2 separate regions of the Triticum aestivum genome follow, and region 1 is linked to region 2. A link is a contact called in public Hi-C data. All regions are on one chromosome and are shown on one strand. Each heading gives the region's core, a stretch centred on a gene start, on an enhancer-like site or on the middle of the called end of the contact. The rest is flanking DNA. Distances are from core to core; before and after follow the strand shown. Region 1 has its middle 13 kb from the start of LOC123168017. Region 2 has its middle 3.3 kb from the start of LOC123170025.

Evidence for each region. Hi-C and Micro-C count contacts between places; a contact is called where the count stands out from the background.
Region 1: a Hi-C map of an unstated tissue shows a contact between it and region 2, with 5 times the contacts expected there. The contact joins two enhancer-like sites. A contact is called at or near these places in 2 of 5 Hi-C or Micro-C datasets (leaf and an unstated tissue).

The regions. Positions count from the first base shown.
Region 1 is chr7D:622,734,005-622,737,462 of IWGSC CS RefSeq v2.1, forward strand. No RefSeq gene overlaps it. Among protein-coding and RNA genes, the nearest start is that of LOC123168017, 13 kb to the right of the region's middle. Within about 2 kb of position 1,982, at least 5 of the 8 cell types and tissues checked have an H3K27ac peak or open chromatin away from gene starts, as enhancers often do. A contact at or near this core is called in leaf, where this site is marked.
Region 2 is chr7D:622,425,162-622,428,651 of IWGSC CS RefSeq v2.1, forward strand. No RefSeq gene overlaps it. Among protein-coding and RNA genes, the nearest start is that of LOC123170025, 3.3 kb to the right of the region's middle. Within about 2 kb of position 1,295, at least 5 of the 8 cell types and tissues checked have an H3K27ac peak or open chromatin away from gene starts, as enhancers often do. A contact at or near this core is called in leaf, where this site is marked.

The DNA of each region.
Region 1 (3,458 bases), core at 732-3,231, 310 kb after region 2:
CGCTCACCACGGAACAAACGGCTTACTTTGAAGGAGCGCACTTTAAGACGAGTAGATTCTGCTGGGTGTCTCCATGCAGTGCAGATATGGTGGATCTAGGAGTACCAGGTCAGATTATTCAAAGGCGTACATGCATATATTAATACGATCAACGGCAGCGGCCGGCACCGACTCAAGGACCGATCTCCACGGTGAGCTCTGAGCATGCAGCAGCGGATCCATGGCCTTAACTGCGGGACACCCTGTGATTGCCAGCTTCGATCGGCAGGATAAGAGTACTACTGGTACATGCATGCAAGTATGCAACCATGGCGGCAAAGGGCAAAAAAGTAAAGCGAGGTACAAAGCGAAAAAGGCCATGGGTGTTTCCCAGGTTATGCATTGCATGCAATGCGTATGGCATGGCTGCCGCTTTGCTGGCTTTCCTTTTGAGTGCTGAAGCCACCGCTTTTGAGGGCGCAACCAAACGTCAATAAAGCAAAGATTCCGAGATGCTCTCACGATTCAGAGCTAGTAAGAACTATAGAATTTTTTTTTAACACAGTAGACGCAAGCGCTCATATAAACGCGCATACAGTCACCCTATGAACGCACACACGCACACTCTACCCCTATGAGCACCTCCCAGAGACTGAGCCGGCATATCATTTTGAGATTTTACGAAGTCATCATGGGCGCCTCGTAGTCGACGGGAACGTCTCCTCCCACTGAAAGCGTATCGCCGGAAATCCTGAAATAAATCCAGGATAAATGCGAGCACCAGGATTTGAATCCTGGTGGGCTGGGGATACCACTGCCCACCTAATCATCCCAACAACAGGTTGGTTCGTGTAAGAACTATAGATCGAAGGCCGTGGCATGCATGCACTCCCATAGTGCAAAATGCACGAAATCTTGCTACTCCGTAGTGGAGTGAGAATTTTCTTGCTAAGAAAAGGAAGCAGAGACCAGTTTTTGGTTTTGCAGCACATGTCTACTTTTTCTCAACTAGTCAATGTGTACGTGCAATGCACGTTGATTTGGAAGTATATTAAGTGCATGTGGATATTAAGTAGGATATTATTTGCGTGTTATTATGTGATTAGCACTATATTTGGCATGAAATTAACTGCACGCTAAACGTGTTGAGCGCTTGATATTGAAGCAGTCTAGGTCGTTGGATTGACATGATTTGATGACCGAGATTAATTGGATCTGCCCCTTTGGGTCTTTTTATATTGTATAGATACACAATGCACATTTTTGGAGCACACGTGAAATATTTGTCTGACAAGCGTTGGACTTTGTTCAAATACATGATGTACTTTTTTAAAATACATGTTTTGAACAAGTTTTGAATACATGGTAAAATATTCCAAATACATGTTGTACATTTTTAATGGAAATAAATATTTTATAAACTATGCTACAATTTTTTTACATTGCATAAACATTTTTTAAATATTCGTACACAATTTTGGACACACATGATTATTTCTATAAAATTACACATATCCTTTTAATGGAAAGAAACATTTTTTTAGCCTAAGTGAATATTTTTTACATTCTGTATAACTTTTTTGAAATGAAACAGATTTTTTTTGGAATGCGGAAATATTTCCATAAAATGTCATGCAAATTTTTTAATAGTACCAAAATATTTATGTGACGCAAACTTGTTTACATTTCATACTCATTTAAAAAAATTAATACATATTATAGACACATGGAACATTATTTCATTGTCACAAACATTTTTTAAGTTATCAACACTTTTTTAAACTACGCTAACCAATTTTTCATACGATGCTAATATTGTTTTCAAATTAGTGGTTTTAAGTTTTTTAAGAAATACTGATGATGCACATTAAAAATATAAATAAACTTAAAAGAGATAAAAAAAGATAATTGAGTGACGTTAGCATAACGATCCACGTCCTACTGGGCCAGCCCAACACTGGCACCCAGTAGGCCAGGCAGCCGTCTAACTCACAGCCAACACGCGCCGTCTATATCTCGCATTAAGCGAGGGGAAACCCTCACGTCAAGCGCTACAATGTCGGGTCGGTCCGTTACGAGCGTGCAGTCTTAAAAAAGATAGAAGAAAATGAGGGAACCCGGGGATCAATCCCTGGTCTCCAGGGTGTTACGCTCTTACCCACTCAGCTCACTCGACTTCATGTTAAAGTAGCTGGGCGCGCCCAACTGGTTTTCTAGTTTTTTTTCTCTTTCTCCATTTTCTTATGTGTTATTCCGTTTTTCTTCCTTTTTGGCTTTTTTGTTCTTTTTCTTTTTCCTTCTCCATTTTTTCCATTTCTTTCTTTAGTTTTAAATGCCTTTTCATTTTCTTTTGTTTTTTCTTTTTTGGTTTTTGTTTTGTTTTCACTTTTTATTCTTTCTACATTTGTTTTTTCGTTTTTTATTTTTAGTTCACGTTTTTCTTTATTAGTTCCATTTCTTGGTTTTCCTTGTGTCTTTTGTTTTTATTCAACATTTTTTGTATATTCAAAAACATTTTTCAAATACACGTTTAACATTTTTTAATGTTGGTTTAACCTTTTTAATACATTGTCAACATTGTTACTATAGACAACGTGACATTTTTCAAATGATTGATCAAGATTTTTGAAATACAAGGATTAACATATTTGATATGCTCATTTACATTTTTTTCAAATGCTTGTTAAATATTTTCGAAATGAAATATATAAAAAATTGAACACTTGGTCAACATTTTTGCTATACACATTTAACATTTTCTAAATGCTTTGTTCAACCTTTTTTCAAATTCTTTTTGAACATATTTTATATACATTATGAAAATGTTTCATCATTTTTTTAGTACATGGTCAACATATTTCTATACAAATTGAACATTTTTCAAATGCGTGACCAACATTTTTCAAATGTGTGATCAACATTTCCCTATACCTCTCTCTTTCAGCCCAGGCACGTGTTTGAAGTTTTATAATCTTCTGCATGGCCCTTGGAGTGTATCACTTCGAGATTCAGCAGAAAAATGGTTCCAGAGATTCGTAGAAATAGGATTTTTTTTCCTTTGTTTACTATTTAACGTTCTTTTAGGGAGTGTTTCTCTTGAGAGTCGCCATATCGGCGATCATCATCCACTTGCTATGGAGACTACGCAAGCGACAAGTAAACTCAGACTCGTAATATTTCAGCCTCCATAATTCAAACACGTTTATTCCCTCCAAATTTAAATGTTTACTACAGCAAGTAAACATGCACAGTTTTTGACCAGTTGCATGAACAAAAGCATTTCATTTGTGACATGTACAAATCACATGTTTCTTCCATTTGCATCGTCCCATCTTTCAAGTTTTCTTAAGTGAATGCTCAAATCTCGCTGATGTGCCCAAAACTCTCTGTCACTTAATCCAGATTGTTCAGATTCAACATGGTAAACCTATTATGCTCGAATGTGCATTCATTGTGGTGATGAAGATCTTGACAAGGGG
Region 2 (3,490 bases), core at 45-2,544:
ATTATCATAGTTAAATTGCAATTAATAATTAATCCAAAATGCAAATTCAAATTGCAAGTCAAATTATTATTCCTTCAAACAGTAAAACAAAAATGATGTGGGTCTTGCAAATATTCACTAAGTAATTTTCTTGAAGGAAAAACATCATTAGAATTTATTAGAATGCCATTAGCATCATTAATATAGAACCATCAACATTTAATTGGGCCTTTCCAGATTAAATAAATATTTAAACTTTTCAAAATAAATTGTGACTTGGTCGGCTAGCTCAAAACATTGCCTACTTTTTATGTGACAAGTTTCTTCAACATCTAAAATCATTTGGTATTAAAACAAAATGCAAAACAGGAAAAAATGAAGAGGCGGAAAAGAAAAGGAATGAAAGAAAATAGTCAAACTATGCAACTGGGCCTTATGAGAACAGTGAGGCCCAGCCTACTTAACCCCCTCATCCCCTACCTCTATTCACCGCGCCCCCGTGGACGCAGCGAGAGCGCGTCCATGGCCGGGGATCGCCACGCGGCGCGCATTCTGCTCTCCCATGTAGTCGTACAATCCCCCTCGACGCCGTTAACGAACCCTAGCTCCCCTAATCCCCCCCCCCCCCCCCCCCCCCCCCCCCCCCCCCCCCTCGCGTGACTCTGCTCTTCACATCGCTTATCGGACATCATCGTCGCCGTTGCCGCTATCGCCCTCGCGCCAACTGAGCTCCCCGGCGCCTAGGAGCTTGTCCATCCGCTTCCCCGTCGTCGTCCACATCGTCTGCAAGGTCCATATTGACCGGGGCACCGTTCAACGACGGGATCGAGCTTGTCTTCCTCCTTCGGCCGCTGTTGTCCACCGTGTCGATTCGCCGCCAGTGCAGCTAGTAGCTTCTCGCCGGGACTCCTTGTGCCTCCCCGGTGATATCCTCTCTTTTTCCTCTCTCCTTACGCCGCATCTCGCGCCCCCTAGCTGTGGTGTCCGTCATGGCCGAAGCACAGCGCCGCCACCATAGTTGTTGCAGTCGCTGCCGCCCCTTTTATAGCCAGCCGAGGATGCCAGCTTGCTCAGGGCGTCTCCCCTGGGGCTCCCCATGGCCTTAGTTCGCCCACTCTCGCGCTGCATTGCCGGAACCATCCACGCTCGACTCCGGCCGCCGTTGCACGTCGACGCCGCCGTCATTATAGCCCATCTTAGATCACGCTCGTGGCACCGTTGAACGCGGCTGAACGCCCGCGTTTGAACGCGACCAACTGTGTGCGATTTCGTTGCCGGACGGCGAATCCCGCACGTCACCGCTGTCTCGGATGGTTGCTGGAGCATCATTGGCAACTATGGTGGGCCCAGGTCATTAGCAACTGGGTTAGTGGATACAGTTTGACTAATTCACATCTAAATATTTTTTAAGGGTGTCACATCTAAACTCCCACAAATATATAATGCAGCAACAAAACACAAAAAACTAAAAAAAAATAGACCACAAACAGAGTGGACATCAACTTAGATGTGACATAAGATGTGACATAGTTATGTCACATCTAAATGTGTTCTAGACAGACCCTAGCAGATAAACACAGCACTAATCCCCACCAGCACGCAGGCCCCGCTCACTGTAGCAATTAGTTCACTCTAATTAAACCTGTCAACACTGACTACTCGACCCCAACCACTAAGTAACCTAAATTAGATTTACTTTTATTAAAACTCTATTAACTAAATGTGTCACTAACCACTGGACCCCACAAGTTAATTAGTATAAAAATTCTAATTAAACCATGTTAATAAACCCTGTCACTAACTAGTGGGACCCACTGGTCAGGTTTGACCAGTCAATAGTCAAACTGTTGACTACTGATTGGGCTATGGACTCAGCTCAGTAGCCCCACTGTCAGTCACATGTGCACACTGTTGGGTACACTTATGTGTACCTATAGCAATTAAGATTTATTTTTGAATTAATAATATTCCAGAAAAAATAGAAAATCATTTAAAATTTGGAATTCATATAAAATAGTCTATAATTCGGATGAAAATAATTTATATATGAAAATTGATCAGAAAAACATAAAGAATTTGAATATTTCATCCACATGAATGAAAAATACTTCTATCTTAATTAACATTGACATTTTGCATTAGGACCAATTAACAGAATAATATCTGGAGCTGGGAAAATATTCCTAAATATTTTCCCTCCTCTTTTAAAATATGTAGTAGTGCATTAGAGCACATAATCAACACTTTTGGCATGGCATGCATCTGTGCTGTGTTTGCCTGCCCGTTATTTATTTGTTTCCCCCCTCCTCTCTTTCCTTTTTTGTAGACCCCGAGACTGCCGTTGACCCTGAGTGCGACAACATCGCCGACGACCCATACTTCTCAGTAGAGCTTCCGGGCAAGCAAACCCCCTTTATCATTCCGATATCTCCCATTCTTTCCCTCTACTTCTTGCATTAGAGTGTCCATTCAGTTGGTGTCTTATCAGTAGATCCTATTTCTGATGCATAGTGTTATTGATAACTGTTGTTGATACCTTACCTGTTATCCTATATGCTTAGTATAAGAATGCTAGAGTCCCATCAATGGCCCTACACCCTTGTATGCTTGACATGCTACACTATCGGGTCGTGATCCCTTTGGGCGATGATCATGGATATACAATATACATGATATGTTAAAGTCAAGTTGGCTCGGAGAGCACCGCCAGTGATTCACTGTGGCGAAACGATAGGCAGGCGGAGACCATCTAGGAGAGAGGTGGGCATGGGCCCTGGTCGTTGTCTGTGGTTACTAAATAATAATGCGCTTTAACGAGATTTGTGTATTTGATCTGAGATAGCCACTGGCATATACACACTAACCGCCACGCATGATACTGGTTATGGGCCCCTCAGCGTCGTCAGTTCCTCCGGAAAGCTCTGTCCAATGTTACAGTTGAGCGGGCTGATTGTTGGGATGAGCGGGAATTGCCTGCTTGTTTACATAGAGGCGTGCTTGGTCCACGGCCAGTCACGCAACATGCATGAGTGCTTAGGGTGATTGGCCGACGACCCTTGCGCGCTTAGGATGTAGACCAGCGTGTTGACCTCTCTGGAGAACCTACGTAGGACTTCGACGTGTCGATTATCCGAGGATAGGGATTACCCAGAAATGTTTGTCTGGCCAGAGGTAATCGAGCATATCGGGTTATGTGGTGCACCCCTGCAGGGAAGTTAAACTATTCGAGTAGGCATGTACACGGTAACAGGATGACTTGGACTTGTTTCCCGACCTCTTACAACTAAAACCGGATACTTGATAGAACACACCCAGATAACAAACAGGAATACCCGGAGATTGCTTTCCCACAGGGAGATGAGGAGAGGGTCTCTGGGCAGGTTATTGCTATATGTATGTACAAGTTAATACCATATACGCTCCTCTCTTCTATTGCTACAAGATGTTGTTAGTCTTAGTTAAGTTGAGCTTCTCCCCCATATTCTGACATTTATGTAGTTTAGTCCAAAGA